Regions from separate parts of the Mus musculus genome. Here region 1 is linked to region 2. The links are chromatin contacts, called in public HiChIP or PLAC-seq maps. All regions are on one chromosome and are shown on one strand. The core of a region is the stretch at or near the end of the contact, and the rest is flanking DNA. Distances in the headings are between cores, read along the strand shown.

Region 1 (4,543 bases), core at 594-3,093, 88 kb before region 2:
GTGGCACTCTCAGGTCATGTGTCTTCTTCTCTAGACCTTGATTTCCTCTGAAGGTTCATGAAGATGCTCGTCCTTCACTGCTTGCTTTTAGGTCCACCTTTGCTGTAGTAGTCTCCAGGCGCCCCACCACCCGTGAGCCCACATGTGGGAAGGAGGGAGGAGCTGCAGAGCTGTCAGACAGCCAGGTGGAGGGAAGAGAGGGCACCATGGGGCAGAATCCAGCAAGGCTTTTGCTTGTTCATTCATCAGGACTCTATGGGTGCAGCCAAGCTAATGGCTGCTAACCTAAAGCCTGGAGAGCTCTGGCGTGTCACCACAGGAGACACGGTGATGGCGGGATTTACTGAACCATATTCTGAGCATCCATTGAACACCTTATCTGGGAGGGTCTGGCTGGGACAAAGGAAGTTGTGGGGTTTGTTACCATGGTACTTGCAAAGGCCCAAGCTGCAGAGCACAGTTGTCTAGGACAGAATCGTTGCTGAGGCACAAGTATTCTTCCGGGGCTTTATGGTGGATCCTGCACTCTGCATGGAAGCCTGTTCTCATCATATTCTGGAAGGTCTGCTCACAACAGTGATAGAGGCTGGGAAGCATTCTTCTAGTGGCTACACTTCAGGGCAATGACACGTAGTTGCCCCTAAAGCTTTGGAGACCAGACATGCTGGGAAGACAGCATGTTTGGGTCCTGGACTCTTCTTGGCTCTGTTGCTAACACATTCTGTTGAGAATAAGCTTCACATAACAGCCAGAAAGGGTTGGGTCAGGGCCAAAAGTCACAAGATCAGTAGTTAGCAAATGATGCCTGTTTTTCAAGCCATTTCTACAAACCATCCCTCAGTTGCTCCTTACCCTGGGCTGACCTCTAACACTGACTCAACAGTGACAGGCCAGGTAGGAGCAGGAGTAGTAGGTAGTTGAGACTGTGGGACTTTCTGAGGGAAGAACTTCTGGTTCTCAGAGGAAATAGAGTGGCAGGACCATGCCTACTTATAGTATGTGAGGCCTCTGAGTATTAGCTCTTGACAAAAAGCCGAAGATACTCTCTTTAGTCATCTGTTCTTCAACTTTCCTGTCTAATTCCCCCTCTCCCCTTCCCTCTTTTCTTTCCTTCCTGTCTTAATTAGGATTTCCATTGCTATGATGAGACACCATGATCAAGGCAACTCTTATAAAGGACAACATTTCATAGGGGCTGACTTACACATTCAGAGGATCAGTCTGTTAACATCATGGCAGGAAGCATGGTAGTGTCCAGGCCCACACAGTGCTAGAGGAGAAGCAAAGGGTTCTACATCTTGATCTGAAGGCCACAAGGAGGAGACTGGCATCCTTAGGCAGCTAGGAAGAAGCTCCCTAAGCCCACCCCCACAGCGGCACACTTCCTCCAACAAGGCCACACCTCCTAATGGCGCCCCTCACTGGGCCAAGCGTATACAAACCACCACATGTCCTCTTCACTGGGATGATGTTTTATCTCTCCCTCCCTTCTTCCCTCCTTTCCATCTAGAACATCCTTGCCCATATATGCTGTTTCAGAACCTGAGTCACGTTTTAGAGTCCCTATAGGCCTGAGGCTTGTCCCACATGGACACTGGCATTAAAGCGTCCCTGCACAGAAGTAGAGGTTAAGGAGGCCTTCACAGGGTATATGCCCAAGGCCTAGCTGTGTAACTACTTATGATCCACACTCTCTGAGTTTCTAAAATAGGTGCTTTAATCCCATTTGAGCACCATAGGAGCAGTGGCCCTCCTGGCCAGCCAGCCTCCTGTCACAGGCTTCTGCTGCCGCCTGAGAAAGCCCAGAGGGCTAAAGCTTGCTCAGCTGTTGCCAGAAAAACCCTGGGGTTTGTTTGTTTCCTATTCCCCAGATCCAGGCGCCAGCCACAGGGATAGACTGAGTGTGGCCTGTCAGGAAATCCAATGTACTAAACTTTGACTGTGTGTGAGACTGGAGTTCAGCATGGGATGTTTGGGTGGGGCTGTGGAATTCCCACTCCTGAAGCCCCCCCAAGCCCAGGGAAAAGTCCCTTGCATTCAGTTCAGGCTGTGTCTACCCTGTTCCCCTCCCACACAAAGATTCTCCTTTTTGGATTCTCTTCTCCTTCTGGCTCTTTTCCTGATAGCTAGCTACCTTGGGCATGGACATGATCACTGCATGGTGTGTCACCCCTCTTTGAATACATGGCACAGTGATGTAGGACAACAGAAGTGGAGAGAGGGTACTGAAGGCCAGATTCATGGCAGTCTGCCATATTTAATAGAATTATTTGCTTTGAGCTGTGTGTTCTCAGCTGGGTCAATGCACCTTTGGAAAGAGATTTTGCTCCAATTTTTCTCCCAAGCCTGTGTGTTCAGCACTTGCCCGGGGGGTGGGGGTGGGGGGCAGTCAGTATATAGCAGACAGAAGGTGAAGGTTTGAGCTGCAGACGTCCAGAAGAGATCACATCAAGTAGACACCCGAGCATGGAGCTAATGTCCCTCCAGCATGGGCTTTGTCTCTGACTCTGTTCTCCACCAACAGATGAAAGATGGAAGGACTCACCCACAGCAGGTTAGGGCCTGTGTGACCCTCAAAGTGCAAATTGGCAATGCGGCATCAGCTACTTGGGATTGTTTCTCAAAGGTCAAGAGACAAACCCTACTCTTCACGGTGCCCAGAAGGGTGCTGCTGGCATGACCTGGTTTTCTTCTCTTCCTCTCTCCTTTTCTCCTCCTCCTGTCCTTCTTCCGGTCCACATTTGCTTCCTGTGATTTGCCGAGCCTTATGGGTGAGTTCCACAGGATGAATAGACAGGTAGGGGTAGGTTGAGTCCCTACCTTTAATTGTATTAGCTTCAAGAAGTCAGGGCCCCATTTTCCTTCCAGGCATGTGGGTGGCTGTAACTTGCCATAGTTTCTAGGAATATCCATCCTGTGGCAATGTATTCCCATTTGAAAGAAACATGTTTAAAGTAGGGCATAGGGTGTTAAGGAGGAGTTAGGTGCCTGTCTCTGAGATTAGGAAAGAATTTCCCATTTCCTACAAACAGCAACTTTGAGAATTCCTACATATATACTGTTAACTTTTGCTTCCAATGTTCATAGCCTGCAGCTTCAAAGGAGTTAGGATATCTATGACTCTAAGTCTGGCCTCATCTATGCCTAGAGAAAGCATCAGATTTCTAAGTCTTCTCTTTCGTGTGTGTCCTCAACTTCTCCCTAGTTCCTCTGTCCCTTGCCTTCCCTGCCCCCTGCCCCTCTGCCCCAACCTCAGGATAATCCATCATCGGTATCCCACTGGGTGTTTACAGAGCACTCCACAGCCATTGTTGGACATTTTCTCTCTTGTTTGCAAAATGCTTTGCAGCTATTATTACAAGACTATCCTCTCAGAGTCTATCTCATCTCAGAGGGAGATGCTGACCCACTCTCTAGGGTCAATTCCCACTGCCCCGCCCCCCAGTGGGAGGACCAAACCTGTACTGGGGAGGGGTGGGAGTGTTAGGCAGGCTGTCACAGGCTGGAGCCACGGCTGAGCCCTCAACTTGCCCTCTGGGAAGGTACACCCTGCACTTTATGGGGTAAAGAGTAAGAAGTACTGACTTGTGGATCGTAGCTGGGGCACCCATTCTCCCCCAGAGTAAGTACTAAGTAGCAGAGATGGGCTGCATTCTTCCAGTTCCTCAGCTCAGAGGGAAGGGGGATTTATTTCTGTGTCCTACATAAGAGCATAAAAAGCTCCCCCAACCCAGGTGGTGCTTGCTTGGGAATCATATTTCTTCTCTTTCAAAATGAGAATTTTAAAAAGAAGTTATGATGTCATAGAGCAGCGCTTTCCTGAAAAGAGAAGCCCCCACAATTAGTCCCAGCAAAGCTGCTTTCTGGCCGCCTCTGTTGCCACCATGCTGCAGGGCACCTTGCATGTTCTGTTTCTCATTTTGCAAGTCAGAGTCAGCATCTTGCACCTCCATTACATCGCCTTTGTATTAATCACTTGAGGTTTCCCTATAGGGGCTGGAGAGACATCACAGTGAGTAAGAGCACTTTGTTGCTCTTGCAGAGTAACAGGGTTCGGTTCCCAGAATCCACACGGTAGCTCCCAACCATCAGTAACTCTAGTTCCAGGGGGTTTGATGCCTTTTCATCTTTGCAGGTACTAGGCACACACATGGTACATATACATTCATGTAGGCAAAGTGCTTATACACACAAAACAAGTCTTTTTTAAAAAATAAAATACCCATGTAACATTTCACCGAAGTGGTTGGGTAGTAAGATTTTGTGGTGGACTCCATACACAGGCATGCCTGGCTAGACGTCTTGAGGAAACATGGTCTTTGCTTCCTGCCCTGCCCCCTCCTTTGGCTGCTGAGTGGCACTAACAGGTCTATCTGGGTGGGACTTCCACAATTCCTATCCTAGGCCAACGGTATCTGCCACGAAGTCCACAGCCAGTTGACAGTTCTGAAAATGGAATGAGTCATCTTGTCGCTCACTATTGATTCTCAGGGCCAGTCTGTTAACCCCGACCACTAGCATTCTGAGACCTAGGCACCCTCTT
Region 2 (4,451 bases), core at 667-3,166:
AAGCAACAAAAGGACTCCAGATTGATCCTTCTCCCACCCTTCCGTAGGCAGCTCCTGCAGAGTACCAGAGCAGGGATATGTTAACTAAGCAAAGGCAATAGAGACCTTTGTACACCTCACCTTACCTAGAGGCCCCACCACAACCCTTCACACCAATCATACTCAAGTTCCTGGTTTCCCTTTTGATTTTCAAAAGTTCTACTGCATAGAGTTCCACCTCACACATAGCTAATATTTTCCTTACATCAGTACATCAAAAGTCAGTGGCCAACCGGAGACTCCTATATCTAAAGGTTTCTACCCATACCATAAAAGGGCCGTAGCCTAGAATGCTGAGCCAGCACCTCCAGGGAACAGTTTCAACCTGGAGCCAAGAGCGCCAACCCTCCACTGCCTGACTAGTCTGAAAACATTTAGGCCAACGTCAAGGGGAATGCTGGAAATCTCTGCTGGCACCTGGGCTGGTGAAGCACAGGCGTGGGCCCGGCTCGCCCCACCCCACTAGCAGTCCCGTAGGCCTGGGTCACGTGGCTTTAAAGGAGCAGAGGTCATTTTCCTCCACCTTCTTTTAAGCATGAGTTTTTTTTTTTTTTAAGGAAGGAAGGAGGGATTAAGAAATGAAACCGTTTCCCTCTGTAGTCCCACTGTTGTGGAATCCATTACATAGCCCAGGCTGGTTTCCAATGCACAGCGATTCTCCTGCCTCAGCCTTCCAAGTGCCGTGATTGCCTTGCTCTGGTATGGCTCTGGGGACTCTGGAGTTTTAGGTCACCATGGCCAGAGCCTATGGGAAACAACTGTCCCCTGAACGGCTTCGAACAAAGATGACACCTTCACCAACATTTTGCAAATGCTACTCTGAATCCGGGGACTGCAGACCATACCTCCACAGCAGTCCCTCACAGGAAGCACCTGGAGATCAGTCTTCCCGAGACACTAAAAGGAGTTAAACTTCCCTTTCAATCCCACAATTTATCTCCCTTCCCAAACACGTGAGGGGATCTGGTTAGGTGGAGGTAAGGTGCGGATGGGTTTTAGTCCTTTACTCTTGGGCCCTAGGGGACCAAGTCCAATTTACCTATCTCTTGGTCCGCACGCCCAGCACTCTGGGAGAGGATGCTATCTCTCCCGGCTAGCAGGGCCCTGACTGAAGGAGGCTGTCCTGCAAGTACCTTTCCTCCATCACATTGGCCATTCCCCTCCAGAGAAAGGTTCTGGGAGAGCCCCTATCCTTTAGCTCTGCTTCTCTTCCTGTTTCTCGGTTTAACTCTTCGTGCAGGTTCCACCCCAGCCACCCACTACCAGGTTCCCATTCTCAATAGAACAGGTCTTTTAGGGTGCCAGGCACTGCGTGGGTTTGTGTGTGGAAAAGTTCCCGGGGCAGATTCTTTAGAATAAGCCACAAACCTGCACTAGATGCAGGTCGATACTCGCCCTGAGCACCCCTGAGACTTGCAATCTGCGAGCTGGAAGGGCCAGAGCTGAACCCTTCCCTTTAAGCTCCTCCCTCGGAGCTCCCCGAAGTCCCCACCTCCGCCCTTGAAGTGCGCCAAGGCCACTGGAAAGAAGCCGATCACCGCGGGGTCACCAGGCTCGGCCCTAAAGCGTGAAAGCTGGAGCTCTGCCGGTCTAGCCTGCGGGAGCCTAAGACCGCGATCCGCCAGGGCGAGCAGCATCTAGGGCCGCGGAGGAACCGCGCCTGCGCCCTGGGCAAGTGAAGGGCCTGTCTCCACCACCGCTGCTCAGCCCGCTCCCCCGACCCCAGCCAAAGTGACTTCCGCCATGGAGCCACTGTGCCCCGGGCAAACTCACCGAGCGCAGCGCGACAGCCTGGGCCTGCAGCCACCAAGCCAAACGGAGCCGCTCCTGGCCTCTCCCGTGCACTCCTAAGTACCCGCGCAGCTCCGCCCTCCGCTGGGGGCTGATTCGTCACGTGATGCTTGACCGCGCCCCCGCCCCTGCCGGCCCCTCCCCCTTCATCCCGGGACTCTGCAAGCTGTGTTAAACCCAAAAGAAACTGGTGGTTTGTCTGCTCTCTTTCCATTTCGCACAGAGATGCTCTCCAGGGACCTCTGCAGGTACCCTGCACTGGGAAGATACAACATCTTCGTGACATGCATTCCTCGGGAAGGCCCCGCTGGCTCGGGGACCTGGAAATGTCTGGAGGAGCCTCCTGGCCTTATATTCTGAAGCTCAGACTATAATGGCGTAGAAATACTCAAACCAAGGGAAGCAACCAAAAACTAGAACTGGGCTGGGATTGTAGCCCAGAAGTAGAGCTCTTACTTACCAAGCCCAAGGCCCTGGGTTCGATCCCTAGTTTAAAAAGAAAGAGAGAAACCAAAACCCCATGAATTTTGTCCAAGGCATGTTATGAAATTCAGAACTCCTGCCAGGCCATATGAACCTCCCCCCATCTTGTGTGGTAAGCTAGCCAGTGAGAAGCTGGCTGACCTAGTTGATCTGACAGGTCATAGCATACCCCCACCCCCACCCCAGGGTCGAGCACCCTCAGATCTCTCCAATCCTTAGGTCTATCCTGTAATATAGGAATGGCCTCATGTCAGCATGGTATCTTGTAGCCAGGCTTGTGACGATAAGAAAGGTTTGGATCTAGTGGATTCCAAGGTTCTATTGGTAGGCTCCCAGTTAAGGACAGGAGTGGAAGTGTAGTTACTGAACCCCAGTTAAGTGGAATACAGGAAGAACTCAGAAAACTTGCGGAAAGGCAGGTCCATGGCCATCTGTCCAAGGCCAGCTGTCCCAGCTGCTGACAACAGGTAGAAACTGGCTGCTTATTTTAGGGTAAAAAGTCCAAACAAAAATGAGCAGCCTTTCTTGGCTAAAAGCCCAAAATGTCCTCTGACATGCCCAGAGCCTGGCCCTTGGCAGGAGCTAGAGATGTTTAAGTGTCTAAGCCAAAAGTGTCTCTGGCTGCCAGGAAGGGGGTCTTCAAGTCTTTTCCACAAAGGAGTGACCTTTCCTGGAAGCCATACTGAGGCTGTGACCCAAACTGAAATGACTTCAACACCTGGAATGAAAACTGGACTGACCAGCTAGCTCAACCTTCTTCCTGCCTCCATCCCACTAAAGGCTACAGTCCTATTAACCCCCAGGCTTTGGGGGGCTCCAGGATGGGATCCGACTCCCTCCAGGGACCCCACGGGCTGCTCAAGACCTTTGCCTTCTTTCTCTCCCTTCAGCTCCCTACAGTCCTTCCCACCTTCCTAAAACTCACCTTCTGTGGTCCATGAATTTCCTTCCTCAAAACTGAGAGACAAGAACCCAGAAGTACCTGGCTTGGGCTGACTTCAGTGGTGCTGAAAAAGGCTTCATTTTAAAATGTTAGAATATTCCCATATCACTGCCTGCTCACCCCAGCCTGTCCAGACAGCTGCAGAGTCCAGCCTGCACATCAGTGTTTCATAGATCATCTTCCCCCTGGACACATAGACCGTAGTAAATCCTTCCTTTATAGCGCCTCAGATGAGCTGAGGGCTACACATGCATTATCACAGTGTGTTAATAAAGGAGAGGCTTCTGAAGCGAAACAATGATAAGCAGTCACATGTGAGATAAACCCGTAGTCCTAACACTTGGGAAATTTGGGGGCTATAGGGTCAATCTGAGCTACACAGCACATTCAAATCCAACCTGGGCTACAGGAGACCCTGTCTCAAATGACCAACATACAGGGCTGTGAATATAGTTCAACTGGTAGAGTTATCCTGACTTGTATGCTTAGAGTTCTGGGTTCCATCCCTAGCCCTCCATAAACCTGGCATCGTGGTTCTCACTATGAGATGGAAGCAGAAAGGTCAAAGTTCAAGACCGCAGCATCAGTTTGATGGCTCAGCTGGCAAAAGTGCTTCCTACACAGCCCAATGACCTATACCACTTTGATCCCTGGAAACCACAGTAGAAGGAGAGAACACATTCCAAAAAAGTTGTCCTCTAATACTCATGCCATAGCTCACGCACCCCTCAACTCTCTCTCCCTCTCCATCTCTCTCTCTCTCTCTAATAATAATAATAATAATAATAATAATAATAATAATAATTTTAGAAGCTCAAAGCTATCCATATCTCCCTAGTGATTTGTGGCCAGCATGGGTTACAAGAGACTGCATATCAAATAAATAACCAAATAACCAAATGAATACGACCAGAGTAGACTCTTCTGGAGAGTCCGTCTGTGGGAAACTTTAGGAGGAAGCTATCCCAGCATACTTAAATCCCTTCATGCACACTTTGAGTCCTCCGCCTCCTAAGGGATAAGAATGTGCTATGTTGTTCCTTGCTGTATTCTGCATGGTGCCTGCCTGTCACCAGGTAGAGGGCAGAGACAATGGGTGTGCACACGAAGTGAACCTTGAAGATTGAGTCCAGGTTCAGCTTTACCAGCTCACCTAGGGCTCAGGGCTTGTTCTTAGAATGTTTAGAGGGATCTT

What was found. HiChIP or PLAC-seq counts read pairs in DNA pulled down with a chosen protein or histone mark.
Region 1: an H3K27ac HiChIP or PLAC-seq map of hepatocytes shows a contact between it and region 2, with 3 times the contacts expected there. The contact joins the enhancer-like site here to the promoter of Ctsb in region 2. A contact is called at or near these places in 1 of 484 Hi-C or Micro-C datasets (cortical neurons), 4 of 115 datasets of contacts at active chromatin or transcription factors (embryonic stem cells, hepatocytes, intestinal villus epithelium and 1 more) and 3 of 9 other capture datasets (adipose tissue, liver and pancreatic islet).

What each region holds. Positions count from the first base shown.
Region 1 is chr14:63,207,776-63,212,318 of GRCm38.p6, reverse strand. All of the region lies in intron 2 of Gata4 (GATA binding protein 4), which reads left to right. Among named protein-coding and RNA genes, the nearest start is that of Neil2, 17 kb to the right of the region's middle. Within about 2 kb of position 1,843, at least 8 of the 459 cell types and tissues checked have an H3K27ac peak or open chromatin away from gene starts, as enhancers often do. A contact at or near this core is called in hepatocytes and liver, where this site is marked.
Region 2 is chr14:63,119,927-63,124,377 of GRCm38.p6, reverse strand. Ctsb (cathepsin B) reads right to left here and starts at 1,916. Exons shown (of 10, transcript NM_007798.3): 1 at 1,813-1,916.